Regions from separate parts of the Sus scrofa genome. Here regions 1 and 2 are each linked to region 3. Evidence: chromatin contacts called from public HiChIP or PLAC-seq and promoter capture Hi-C data. All regions are on one chromosome and are shown on one strand. Each heading gives the region's core, a stretch centred on a gene start, on an enhancer-like site or on the middle of the called end of the contact. The rest is flanking DNA. Distances are from core to core; before and after follow the strand shown.

Region 1 (4,362 bases), core at 830-3,329, 42 kb after region 3:
ACGCTGGCCTCATGCAGTGGGTTAAGGATCTGACCTTGCCATGAATTGTGGTGTAGGGTCACAGACACGGCTAGGATTCCTTGTTGCTGTGGCTATGGTATAGGCTGGTAGCTACAGCTCTGATTCAACCTCTAGCCTGGGAACCTCCATAAGACACAGGTGTGGCCCTAAAAAAGACAAAACAACAACAAAAGAATCCAACTGCAGCAGCTTGGGTCCCTGTGGAGGAGTAGTTTTGATCCCAGGCCCCACACAGTGGGTTAAAGGATTTGGTATTGCTGCAGCTTCAGCACAGGTCACAACTGTGGTTTGGATTCGGTTCCTGGCCTGGGGACTTCCATATGCTGTGAGTATGGCCATAAAATTAAAAAAAAATTTTTTCCCCCATTTTCTTTGAGTATTACCATAGTATAAAATAAAATTTAAATGTCTAATTCTATTCTTATGCAATCATCATAATCCAGAAAATTTTTCTGTTTTCAGAAATAAAAGAAAGTACACTCTGTCACTATTAGCACCTACATGTTCCTTCATTTACTTGGTGCCTATATTAAGCTGAAAGATGCCAAAGCAAAGGACTAAAGCTAAGATAATGTATTCATCCTTTGGTTTTACTATCATCAGTTTACACAGGAATCAGCAAACTTTTCCCTGCAAAGGGCCAGATAAGTAAATTTTTTTGGTTTTGTAGGCCATAAGGTTTCTGTAAGAACTACTTAAGTCTACTGCGTGAAGCTAGCCATAAACAATATGTAAAGTAACGAGCATGGCTGTGTTCCAATAAAACTATTTATAAAAACATGTTGTGGAAGTTTTTTTGTTTATTTTGAGAAGTTGATTTGAAAAGGTTGGAATTTCTCCAGAACTTTAATTTGTACCAACACAAAACCTGGTCTTAAAGCTTTCTACCAGGTTGCTGAACATGGTAGAGCGTGTTTGTAACGTAAAGCAATGAAAGAAATTTAAAATATTGCATCTTTAAATGTTCTTATGCTTTCTAGAAACACTAACAATTTTCCCCGTTTTTTTGAAACAGTTCACAGAAGACCTGAAAGTTCCACCATTTCATTTCAAACTGTAACTGATGAAACTACTATTCTTCCCACTGTACCTAGCTTCTGGAATTTGTCTGTAGTACAAATACTGACTTTATCAAACAAAAATTCTTATTTTGTGAAAGGTATTTTTTGTCAGTCAAAAGTTGGGACTAGAAGGGAGTTTCTATTGCGGCTCAGCAGTAACAAACCGGACTAGTATCCATGAGGATGCTGGTTGGATCTCTGGCTTCGCGCAGTGGGTTAAGGATCCAGCATTGCCCTGAGCTGTGGTGTGGGTCACAGATGTGGCTCAGATCCCATGTTGCTGCGGCTGTGGTGTAGGCTGGCAGCTGTCGCTCCTATTCGACCCCTAGCCTGGGAACTTCCATATGCCACTGGTGTGGCCCTAAAAAGCGGAAAAAAAAAAAAAAAAAAAAGTTGGACTGGAAGAAAACTTCAGGTACCAGATAGATACTTAACAATGGGCAGCAACACATCTGGTTATACTGCCTGGAGAAGAAGGACGCGCCACTCACTGTCTCCATCACTGTGTTCTACACTGACTTGCAAGAGATCAAAGACTAGACCCACAATCCTGAAGGAAGTCTTGTCAATTTCACAGGCACTGGGGTTTTGGAACACTTTTCTAGTGCTTTTGTCAAGAAACAGGAGCAGGATGGTAGTTCTCCTTTCCTGGCTTTCCAGAGATGAAGTATAAAAGAGCATGACTAAAAACTGACAGAAGTACTGTGTTTTTCTAAAAAATTAATTAATTTTTGGAGTTTCATGGTGGCTTCGAAGTTAAGGATCCCGCATTGTTACTGCTGTGGTGTAGGTCTGATCCTGGCCCTGGAACTTCCTTCCACATGTCTCAGGTATGGCCCCCCAAAAATTTCCACTTATAGTCATTATAAAATATTGGCTAAATTCCCTGTGTTGCATATGATATCCTTATAGCTTATTTATTTTATACATAGTAGTTTGTGCCTCTTAATCCCTTACCCTTAACTTCCCCTTCCCACTTCCCTCTCCCCACTAGTAACCACTAGTTTGTTCTCTATATCTGCGTCTCACTAGTTTGTTGCACTGTTTAGATTCCACATATAAGTGATATCACACAATATTTTTCTTTCTCTGACTTATTTCATTTAGCAATATAACCTCAAAGTCCATCCATGTTATGGCTGATGGCAAAATTTCATTTTTTATGGCTGACTAGTATTCCATTATCTCTATAATACACACCTATATAATTACACTTATATATAATATACACATTATACACAAACACCCCCCTCCCCTCACATCTTTATCCATTCATCTATTGATGGGCACTCAGGTTGCTTCCCTATCTTGGCTATTGTAAATAATGCTGCCATGGACACTGGAGTGGTGTGTATCTCTTTGAATTAGTGTTTTCATTTTTTTTTGGGGGGGGGGCTATATACCCAGGAGTGGAACTGCTGGGTTACATGGTAGTTCTACACTTAAGCTTTTTGAGAAGTACTGTTTTCCATCTTTTTGTTTATTTGTTTTGGCTGTGCCTGTGGCATGCAGAAATTCCTGGTTCAAGGACCGAACTCACAAGAGAGCAGCGACCCAAGCTACTGCAATGACAATGCTGGATCCTTAACCTGCTGCTGAGCCACAACAGAACTCATTTCTTTTGATAAGAGAATTTATTGGGGAATTTATTAGTGTTTGGCTTATTTGTAGTTATTTTTCTCCCAATAAAAGAGATAAATCTTTTGATTTAAGGCTCTGCAATAAATGCCATAAATGCTAGTCAGGATCTATTCGCTCTTTTTGCTATGCTGACATTTTGGAAGAGAATGGGGAAATCGAGCAACAGAAGTCTTCTAATGCTGGAGGAAGTACTTCTGTGGGCTAGAATAAAGTGAAGGAAGCTTGTCAAATTCTCTGCATACAGAAATCATAAGACGCATGAAAATACAACTCTTTTGAAGGCCACTCCTGTTCAGAAATATTATAATTAAAATATGGATTTATAATCCTTTTCTTGCCCACACATATAGTGGAAGTGATATAAACCAGCCAAAGATGACTTCATTGTCTTGAGGACAAAGAAACCAGTGTGGCATAATTTTGATTAAAATGTCTTAGAGAATTCTGCTGCTCTCTGACACATGTTTCCCTAGATACTTAATTTAATAGTCAAAGGATTTCAGCACCTGTTGCCACCAGAATGAAAAGTCTAAATTGATTTGGCTGTCAAAGTTGATAAGCATACTGCCATGTAAAAAAATCTCTATATAACTTCAAAATTGTATTCAAGTCAAATAGCAGCCTTCTCATTAAAATTCATTTTTAAGCAGGCTTAAAATTTACTTTTTCTTTCATTTTTAAATTGAAGGGATATATTTAAATTTTTTCCCCAGGAATTTGCCATTAATTTTACATTAAAGTTTGATTAAACCTGGTGGATTAATCAAATGTATTTTATTTCTATTACCTATTAGAATCTCCAAGTGATAGAAGAAAAATTTTAAAAAGATATCATTACCTGAGACAAAGGGAACAGGAAAGAGACAACGCAAATGTAAGATTAAAAAAGAACAAAGCATTTGAGAAAGTTGCCTAATAACTGCAGAGGGATATCTTACAACCTAAGCAGCTAAGAGTCGTGACACCAATAAGAAGTCTGAGATAATTTGTGAAGACTGATTATTCTTATGTAAGCTATCAGAAACAAAATCTGCAGGATGATAAAAAAAAAAACTATATGCAAATTTTGAATTTATGTACTTACTACACCCATTGTTTGACATGGGCTTTTCCTTATAGTCTCACAGGGACTCAAGAAAGTAAGAAATTAAGATTATGCTTTGCAGACAAGATGTTAAAAATTTTAGAATCAGACAGGTCCTATGGATCCTATAACTTAATCGTGTTAGCTATCAATGAGAGAGACAAGTCTCAACCATTTAGTGGTTAAGAGCAAAGCCTAGAGCCTGGATCTCCTGACTCCCACATCAGCGTCTTTCTTCTTCAGCAAAATGCTTCAATGTCAGTGAACTGAAACACATGTGAAGAGAGAGACCTGAGCCTGTATGTGGAACAGCTGTCCCTGAGTATCCATGAGGGACTCGTTCCAGGACCCTCATGGACACCTAAATCCATGTATGCTCAAGTCCCTTATATAAAATGGGGAAACATAACTTATGTGCATTCTTCCATATAGTTAAAATGATCTCTAGATTACTTATAATACCTAATACAATGTAAATGCTACATAAATACAATGTCAAAGTTGTTCCCGGAGTGTGGCAAATTCAAGTTTTGCTTTTGGGAACTTTCTGGAATT
Region 2 (4,937 bases), core at 1,789-4,288, 63 kb after region 3:
GTCAGAATGGCCATCATTAATAAATCCACAAATAACAAATGCTGGAGGGGCTGTGGAGAAAAGGGAACTCTCCTGCACTGCTGGTGGGAATGTAAACTGGTACAGCCACTATGGAGAACAGTTTGGAGATACCTTAGAAATCTATACTTAGAACTTCCATATGACCCTGCAATCCCACTCTTGGGCATCTATCCAGACACATGCACCCGCATGTTCATTGCATCACTATTCACAATAGCCAGGACATGGAAACAATCCAAATGTCCATCGACAGAGGATTGGATTCGGAAGATGTGGTATATATACACAATGGAATACTACTCAGCCATAAAAAAGGATGACATAATGCCATTTGCAGCAACATGGATGGAACTAGAGAATCTCATCCTGAGTGAAATGAGCCAGAAAGACAAAGGCAAATACCATATGATATCACTTATAACTGGAATCTAATATCCAGCACAAATGAACATCTCCTCAGAAAAGAAAATCATGGACTTGGAAAAGAGACTTGTGGTTGCCTGATGGGAGGGGGAGGGAGTGGGAGGGATCGGGAGCTTGGGCTTATCAGACACAACCTAGAATAGATTTACAAGGAGATCCTGCTGAATAGCATTGAGAACTATGTCTAGATACTCATGTTGCAACAGAAGAAAGGGTGGGGGAAAAACTGTAATTGCAATGTATACATGTAAGGATAACCTGACCCCCTTGCTGTACAGTGGGAAAAAAAAAATTGGATAAAATATTTTCAAAATAAAATAAGATTCATGTGCTAAATTTGGTGACCACGAGGAAAAACCCCAAAGAAATCAATCATTGACTCAACAAAAAGCTTTGTTTGTGTAGGCTGTATGCTTAAAAGAAGTTGGTTTTTACTCTAAAAGTTATTTCAACATTTCAGGACTTCCTTTAGAAACTGATTTCTACAAAAAATTCGAGGATTTGCTGCAGTGTTTTACGAAATACCCAAGTTATCTCTCTTTGTCCAGGGAACAAACCAACTATTTTTGGAGTTGTCTGTGTCTCTACTGCAAACGTTGAGTGAGTATGTATATATGTTACACAAGATAGGCAGGGGAATTTTTAAAGGGAAACATCACTGCATTTACCACTCCCTGTGTTGGAGAGAAACAGCTGATATCAGGGCAGTTAAAACAAGCTTTTAGGGATTCTTGATCAAGTATTCTGTTTTTCTTTTGTGTGTGTTTTTTTTTTAATCATCTGTACAAAAGGCTCAACATCCTACTCCCATTAGCCACAATGATCCCAGCCAAAAACAAAACCAAAAAACCCTTATATTACTAAAAATTAAATTTCTTTCTTCACACAAAGTAGAAAGCATTGTCTAATCAAGAGAGTGGCTTTTGCACACTTCACTTCATTAAGAGTTGATGCAGTATCTAGTGATTCTGATGTTCACAGTTCATTTTTTCCTCAGCCGTTGGTAAAGAGGTTTCCGGCTCAGTTTTGTTACATCTGGCTGTTTACTATGCACAGCAGTCAAAGTGTTTCATTTCATATTCCAAAAGTATATATAAAATCAGTAAGATAAAAACAGAAAAACCCAACAGATAAATGGTCAGAGCATATGAAAAGGTCACATAAAATCACGGAAAAATAATCAACCTAATTCATGATAAAAGAAAAATAGTTTAAAACTACATTGAGATACTTAAAAAAACCCGTCAGGTTGGCAAAGATGAGAAAGTGCATAATTCAACTTATTGGAAAGGAGGTGTGGAAAGAGGAACATTGTCAGTTAGTGCTTACACTGGCATAAGAGAGCCATTTGGCAAAGTTTACCTACCCTTTGACCTGGCAATTCTGTTCAGAATTTCTACTTCAGATATACTCTCAAATACGGTCAATTATCTCTACGTAAGATTATTCATTGCAGTTTTGCGGTAGCGAAAGATACCTACCAATAGCCTCAACACACTAAACACAGCCATGAAAACAGGGAAATAAAACTGCACTTTTTAGATACTGAAAAGTTTTTATGTGAAACTCTATTTTTAGAGGTAGGCGGTACTCCTAATGTACTCTAGTCTAATAAGATTTAAAAGTTAATCATCTCAGAAAGTGTATGTTCACAGAACATAAAAACCATCTTAAGTGGTCATTCACTTACTCCAGTAATGTTATCAACGTTCAAATATTTTTGGAATTCTTTTAGAACTATCTTAACCAGTGTACAAGTCCTTCAATAAAATACGTCTTATAATCACGTCTAATTTTGGTTCTGATTTTTTTTTAAAGTATTATTCTTTTTGGATCAACAAATTTGGCTCCATCGACTTCACACAATTTCAGAAGTCAAATCCACCTCAAAGGATAGGAATCTGGAGACAGTGTCACAGGGACATAGCAGAGGTGTTGAAGGTACTGCCAAGAAAGCACGTTACGCATATTTTGATCAACATCCCTCTAAGTTGTCTCTTGATGTGCTCCCATAGTACATTTCCAACCAAATTATTTAAATCACTTGGTCACTCTGCATGACTGTGTGTGCATATGGACACCATGTTTTAAAACCAGGCTGACTGAATTTTAAATCCTGGTTCTGCTTATACTAACTGGGTAACTTCTGGGCAAGTTTTTGGTCTAGGTGTGTGCTTACTTTTCATACTCTGGACCTTAGTTCTCTCATATGTAAACAGATCTAAGGAAAATTTGTGGTTCAATTTGACAGATTTATGTTACCTACATTTTATTCTCTCTCTAAAATTATCACTGAAATAAAAGAAGTAAAAAGGGGAAAAATAATTTTACATCTGAAGGAGAGGCCAAAAGAAGTAGGGCAGTCAACTAGAACAATGAAGAATTTCTAAGACAAATGAAAAGCTAAAATTGAGAGTGAAATTCAACTAAACTAGAAAACTTACATCAGGACAAAGAGAAGGTTTTCCAAAAATGCGAGTTTTTTTCAACACCAGAACAACTCCAAACTCAGTGGTCAGTTGAGCAGGTAAAGGAACAGGCCATGGGTGATTGCCCAGATAATTAAAGGACAACTGAACAGCTGCCACCAGGCCCTGCTTTGAGTGCAGCTGACTCTGGCATCTACCCATGGGATTAAAGTGGTGAGTGCATGACTCAGAGTGGGAGTTCTGCCCAGGGAATCTCCCAACGTGGGTGCAAGGGCTGCCACGAGGGATTTCCCCATCACCAACCCCCACTCCTTCACAACAACAACTGAGAAACAAGGCTTCTATAATCAGAACCTACATTCACTGCCAGGGCAAAAAGGGCTTCTCACTTTAGCTCAAGAGACACTCTAGCTACCAAGATGTTTCATTCTAGGTCTTTTTTCAGTACACATGGACAGACGGCTCAAATTCACCAAACATTCAAAAAAAGTCAACAGCAGGAAAGAACAATAGCAAATTTAACAAAAAAAGAAACTTTGAAGAAAAAAAGATTATGACAGAAAATGGATGAGCTCCAAAGTAAGTATGCTAAATTTATCACCACACATTTAAAAGTCTATCATATATATAAAAAGTAATAGACGTCTAAGAAAAAATTTTTTTAAAAACACAATTGCAACAATTAAAAGAACACAATAGACTGACAGAAGAGCAGACTGGAAATGGATGAAGACTCAGCTTTGATCTGGAAAATCTGGCCCAGAGACTCTCTCAGAATGCAATGCAGAAGGGCAAGGAAAAGAAAAGAATGAGAGAAGGTGACACGGCAGACAGTTCCAGAAGTTCTAATAGGTGAAACACAATAATTAACTCTCCTATGCGAGACCTTTGCACTTGACATGGTTCAGCTTAAGACTGAAGACTCCAGTCAGGAAAGATGATTGATTTTCCTGGATGGGCACCAGATTAAGACGTGGAATCAGCCTTTCCATAATGGACTCTGGCTCTAGTGAGAGGCAGTGGAGGACAGCTAGAGGCTAGAGGGGGCAGAGAATCAGAGGCTGTTCTCTCTCTTTACAAGATCATATTTTTTCCCTCTTCTTTCTTTCTTTTTCCTTCTCCAACCCTTTGTTCTCTTTTCCTTTCTCCTGTCCAACTTGTTTCCTTAGCCTTACGCTTCGCCTCTTAAAACCTGTTCTGTTTCTTGTCTGTATAGAAACATTGTAAACTGGCTGTTTGGAGCTCCCCCCCCTCCGCCATTTACCTCAGTATCTTCCCTTCCAGGCTTCTGGCCTTTGCCATCACTATGGGACAAAGTTGAACAGATCCTGGCCTATTTACATACTTTCATACACTGAACAGTATTCAGGTGAGATCTCAAGAGAGAAAAAAAGAGCTATATGTCTCAAGACAGGTCACGAATGAAAAACACTCCACTTTCGCCAACTTGTAGAGCTACTAGAAGACACTTTCTATTTTTATTAGCTTTAATTTTCATCAAATTAACACATACACATAAATTTAAAAGTTAGAACAAAAAGGTCTGTTATGAATAAAAACGGTTTCCTGTCTTGCCCCTTCCGATCCTTTGCTTCCTCCCCTTTCAATAGAGATGGCCAGTCACAACTTGTGTAGCTCTTTTCTTCGGCATTTGCCTAATTATTTCTAAGATATCTCCATTTTTAGAGTTCTGACTCACCATCGTGATAGACAAGGTTTTAGCTCTCTCATATCTACCTCTCTTACTACCTCCTATGTCCCTAACAGAGATCATAGCATTTTTATAAAATAAAAAGTTAACATTTAGATTATGAAGTATTACTCCATATATTGAGTATTAACTATACAAATATTTCTCATTGCTAGATCATATTGTGTACTATGCTCATGATTTTTTTGTTTGTTTGTTTGTTTTTTGGTCTTTTTAGGGCTGCATCTGTAGCATATGGAAGTTCCCAGGCTAGGGATCAAATTGGAGCTGTAGTTGCTGGCCTTTGCCACAGCCACAGCAACGCCAGATCTGAACCTTGTCTGCAACCTACCTCACAGCCTATGGCAATGCCG
Region 3 (4,863 bases), core at 99-2,598:
ACACTGTTCAAAAAGGGCATTATCTGAACATAACTAATCTCAGTTATCCATGATGATAGCGACCCAGGGGGAAACAGGGTCACCAAAGTCACTGACTCAGAAGTTCTTTTTTAAAAATGTAGAATTTTGTTTTTTAAATTGGGTTTCGTGCATGGTTTCCCCAAGTGCTAATGCATAACTGTTTGGACTGAAACATCCAAAGAGGCCTGAGTAAGTACTCTGAAGCTCTGCAAAGTATTAGGAGCATAGGACTATAAAGACACACACTAAAAGGAACTGTCCACCAATATTACTGGATATCAGACAGGAAAACAAGTTCACCAATGCATAGAGATCTCAGTTCCAAAGAGCCTAAGTAAAGCTCAATGTAGCAAAGGTCACGGTGACATGCTAACCGACTCTAACAACAAAACACCTGTGAACAGTCACTACCTAAACACACCTGTGCTCGATCCTGTATTTGCAGAGCATGTAATGAATTAAAGCATTTACTGAATATTTCCTATCAATTAGGTATGTGTTAAATGCTTCACCTGAAAAGCATTAAAATTACTTAACCTAATTTCCACAACCACCACAATGTTATTATTCACCTCCATTATCCAGACGAAGAAATTGTGAAAGGTAAAATAACTTGCCGAAGGCCACCATATTTATAACAGCCGAGCCGGGACTCAAACCCAGGTCTAACCCACACCGGGCACTGCCCCTTCCACTGGAGTAAACCATAATAGATCAGGTCACACTTCGCTTAGAGGAGGGATGGGCTTTCAACCTGGTAGTTATCTTTGGGCAGCAGTAGTAAGGGGGAAAATTTGATCTTTTAAATACCTCCTCCGGACTCGCCGTCTTGACTTAGAGTATTCGCCAGCTCCATCTCCTCCTCGGCTTCTCAAGAGCCTTTCCATAAAACTGTCCGGGCACCAGTAATACGGCTTTCCTTGGGGGCAAAAGAAATGGCAAGAATCTATTCACATTCAGACAAATCCAGACGGCAGGGACACACCCGTGGAGCCCCGGGTACCCCAAGTGACACCCCCAGGACTCCCCGGACCCGCCCCGTCTGTTGCCCGGGTCTACGTTCTGTGGTGTCCAAGTCTATCTTCCTGCCCCTGCGAGCTCCCGAGGCGCGCCTCTGCTCCAGGGGATTTCCTCGCACACGGAAGGGGCTGTAAGAGGCCGCTCAGCTTTCTACCCTGATTACGGTTCTGTCCGCCAATGGGTCTTACTTTCTCCTTAACTCCTCTCTTCTTGCTCAATCAGGACAAGTCCAAGAGTTCCCGCCATCCTCAACTTCAAAACCAAGACAACCGGTCCCAGCGTGCTTTGCGCTCCCACCGTACAAAAACATGGCAGCGCGCGGGGCTCCTCCCTGATCCCGGCATGCACCGGGCAGTAGGCCCGGTCGTTCTGTTGGGCAGGAAGATGGCGGCCTCGGGCGCAGCGCCGCAAATCCTGGTACAATACTTGGTATTACGGAAGGATCTCTCACAGACTCCATTTTCCTGGCCAGCGGGCGCACTGGTAGCACAGGGTTGTCACGCAGCCACCGCGGCTTTGCACATTTACCGCGACCACCCGCACACTGCAGCTTACCTCCAGGACCTGGAGCGCATGCGCAAGGTGGTCCTCGAGGTGAGCCGCCAGGGGGAGGGGCGCTGAGGTCATCGATACCGGAAGTGGGTGTGGTCTTGAGTACGGGGGCCTAACTTCGTGAAGTGGGTGTGGCGTTAGTGGGGAGGGGTGTTTAACTTTTAAGTTTTGGGACGGGTTCTCCGGCTGGAGCTACTGCCCGGGGCCCCTTACCTTGGCTGGACGGGGCCTGACGATGTGAAGAGTGGAGTATGGGCCTGTTATTAATGCTTTGTGCACCCCTCCGGTCTCACCTGCGTCCCTCTTCAGTAGATGCTTGTGAGAGCGGAGGCTGGTGGAGTCACGCCTGCCTTTCTACCTGTGCACTGGGCGGGCCTTTTAATGGCTGCGCTGAAAAGTACTGCCCTTACCCTCGCCGCAAAACCGATCCAGAAGGGTAAGGACACAGAGTTCCTTACTTCAGGTGAAGTCAAACTGAAGCATTTACTTGGGTATGATGCCAAATTATTTGAAAATAAACCCTAGTATAATTTGAACTTAGCTCAAAGGTACCAGAAACCAAGGGTATAGAATAGTTTTTTTTTTGTTTTTTTTGTGTTTTTTTGCAGTTGGGCAAACATATCTTATCCTAAGAAAATAATAAGATGCACCCAAAGAGCATTGTACAAAGATATTTATAGTAGCACTTTATAATAATGAAAAATGTGGACATCACTAAATTTACAATACTATAGGTTGGCTAAACTTATGCCCTTATAATGGATTATTATGAATCTAGCATAAATCATGTTTTTGGAGCATATTTGGCTAGCATGGAAGAGTGCTCATGAAGTGAGGCTAATTGAACTATAGTCTACATACAAAATGATCCAGATTTTGAAAGGAAAAACTAAAGAAATACATCCAAATACTGAGTAGCAGGTGGGGGAATTTTGGTTATTTCCTATTGCTTCTGTCTTTTTAGTTTTCTACACTAAACACATTTTAAAATGAAAAAAAAAATTATTGCTTTCATTTTAAGGCAGTTTTTGTCTCATATAAAATTTGTTTTAATAAATAAAGCAGAACCCTAGGGTGGAGGAGTCAGATGATTCCTTCTTGGCTAGCTGCAAAAACAGATTATTTTTCAAGAGAAAAAATTGCTGTTGGGCAGTGAAACATCAAATAGTAGGAAAATGTTTTGAGAATCTATAAGTAGGCAGAAAGGAGATAGCTTTTCCTTTAGATTATAGGAATTTTATAGGAAGGAAATCAAGAAATCATGAGGCTCAGATAATCCCCCTCTCCCTCACTTTGAGTTGCGTAAAATATTTACACCTTTAGGAGTTCCCTTCGTGACTCAGCAGTTAATGAACCCGGCTAGGATCCATGAGTTCAATCCCTGACCTTGCTCCGTGGGGTAAGGATCACTGACCCTTTTAAACTCTTGGGTGGGCAAGAGTTGTTGTCTTTTAAACTCAAGGAGTTTTAAAGACATCTCATGATTTTGTTGTTAGCTATGACTCGAGAAAGGGACTTAGGAGTCACCACCGATTGAATAAAGGTGCTGCTGTAACCATAAAGTCCAAGTGTAAGACATTGCCAATATTAACTCCCTTTAGTGTCTGTTGTGGCTCAGCGGTTAACGAATCTGACCAGCATCCATGAGGACGCAGGTTCGATCCCTGACCTTGCTCAGTGGGTTAAGGCTCTGGTGTTGCTGTGAGCTGTGGTGTAGGTCAGCAGCTACGGCTCTGATTCAACCCCTAGCCTGGGAACTTACATATGCTGTGGGTTCGGCCCTTAAAAAAAAAAAAAAAAAAAAAATTAACTCCATTTATTGGGTGCTTCCCGTGTGCCAAGCACAGACCTGAGTCTAATTTCATCAAATCCTCACTGCTACTAAAAAGCATTATCATCCCATTTTACAAAGGGGAAACAAAGGGTCAGCTAAATCACATAACTTATCAAAGATGACACAATCAGTAAGTGGGGGGGACAAGGGTCTGGACTCACTCTGACGTGCGCTGTGCTGCTCCTGGTGCTGGAGAAGGAGGGAGGGACGTCCGTGCATTTCCCTCGAGCATGCCCAAAGGACTCCGTCGATTAGGAGTGGCAATCCCATCATCCTCTAATTTGATAAGACAAATCTCTCATCCCTCAGTGCCTTCTGCCTTCATAGGCCAAAATAGACACCTTATGCAGCATAACGCCCTCATTATCTTTATTTCCTGAGTGATAGCTCTCCTATCTCCTGTAATGGATGATAAAGATCAGGAAAACAATTTCAGAAGGATACTAGAGAATAGTTTGCTCACCCTCGAGTTAACAAGTGGGAACTACTCCAGCAGAAAGAAAATCCTTCCAGGTTTGTGTCAACCAGGGTGGAAGCAGGAGGAAGTGGAGGTGATGTGATGTTTAGAAACCCCTCCATAGTCAGCCCGGAGCTGGCTGAAGGATTAGGGATGGCTGCTTAGGCACCAGTCGTAAGAGAACTGGGAAGTGTGCAGAGCACCTTTACGACCAGTGCATTCCCTCGCCGTCTCCAGAGGGGAGGGGAAAAAAATCTCCATTTTATAAATAGGAATATAAAGCTTCTCCCCACTGCCACCCCTTCAGAGGGTGAATGGCAAATGGAGCCACGAAGCTGTGGCTTCTGGAAACATGCTCTAAAGCTCCTTCTTTGGTAGGGCTGTTCCTCCACTTTCAGTTAAGAGGAGCCTCCCTCCATGCTTTTTTTTTTTTTTTTTTTTTCCTTTGCCTTCTGATGCTTCCTTTTCAGTCTGTTCTCCTCCTTGTAGGCCCCAGATGAGACCACCCTAAAGGCACTGGCCGAGACGCTGCAAGAGAAGAACATTGACCACAAGCTGTGGCTGGAGCAGCCAGAGAACATCCCCACCTGCATCGCACTCCGTCCCTACCCCAAGGAAGAAGTGGGCCAGTATCTGAAGAAGTTCCGACTATTCAAGTAACTGGTGTTAGCAGTTGCTTTGATACGTTTGAATATCAGCTGGACCCAGAAACTGCATGCTGTCTGTCCTTAAGCATCCCATACCCCTTCCAGGGGCACGTCCCTCTTCCTTTAAATTTTGACAGTTTCTTGAGGGTCAAACACATGTTCACATTAAAGTTGTCATTAATAAGTACTTCTTTTTAATTATTAAGTAAGTTCAGATGGGGAAAGGGGTGAGTAGCAGTATCCTCTATGGGTCATTCATTGTTCAAGCAGAAAATTCGGTTAGACTCCTATTTAGGGGCAAGGCAATGCTCTTTACTTTTTGTTAGGAAAGA

What was found. Promoter capture Hi-C pulls out the DNA fragments that hold promoters and counts their contacts. HiChIP or PLAC-seq counts read pairs in DNA pulled down with a chosen protein or histone mark.
Region 1: an H3K27ac HiChIP or PLAC-seq map of alveolar macrophages shows a contact between it and region 3. The contact joins the enhancer-like site here to the promoter of PTRHD1 in region 3. A contact is called at or near these places in 11 of 47 Hi-C or Micro-C datasets (alveolar macrophages, blood, embryonic fibroblasts and 6 more) and 1 of 2 datasets of contacts at active chromatin or transcription factors (alveolar macrophages).
Region 2: a promoter capture Hi-C map of liver shows a contact between it and region 3, with 2.8 times the contacts expected there. The contact joins the enhancer-like site here to the promoter of PTRHD1 in region 3. A contact is called at or near these places in 1 of 5 promoter capture datasets (liver), 12 of 47 Hi-C or Micro-C datasets (alveolar macrophages, blood, embryonic fibroblasts and 7 more) and 1 of 2 datasets of contacts at active chromatin or transcription factors (alveolar macrophages).

The regions. Positions count from the first base shown.
Region 1 is chr3:114,019,577-114,023,938 of Sscrofa11.1, forward strand. All of the region lies in intron 15 of NCOA1 (nuclear receptor coactivator 1), which reads right to left. Among named protein-coding and RNA genes, the nearest start is that of CENPO, 43 kb to the left of the region's middle. Within about 2 kb of position 2,080, at least 1 of the 83 cell types and tissues checked has an H3K27ac peak or open chromatin away from gene starts, as enhancers often do. A contact at or near this core is called in alveolar macrophages, where this site is marked.
Region 2 is chr3:114,038,758-114,043,694 of Sscrofa11.1, forward strand. The region is part of intron 10 of NCOA1 (nuclear receptor coactivator 1); the gene reads right to left. Among named protein-coding and RNA genes, the nearest start is that of NCOA1, 58 kb to the right of the region's middle. Within about 2 kb of position 3,039, at least 5 of the 83 cell types and tissues checked have an H3K27ac peak or open chromatin away from gene starts, as enhancers often do. A contact at or near this core is called in liver, where this site is marked.
Region 3 is chr3:113,977,826-113,982,688 of Sscrofa11.1, forward strand. It overlaps PTRHD1 (putative peptidyl-tRNA hydrolase PTRHD1), which reads left to right and starts at 1,349. Exons shown (of 2, transcript XM_003125332.4): 1 at 1,349-1,635; 2 at 4,374-4,863. The coding sequence starts at 1,384. The coding sequence ends at 4,544. It overlaps CENPO (centromere protein O), which reads right to left and starts at 1,376. Exons shown (of 8, transcript XR_002342821.1): 1 at 1,230-1,376; 2 at 832-940.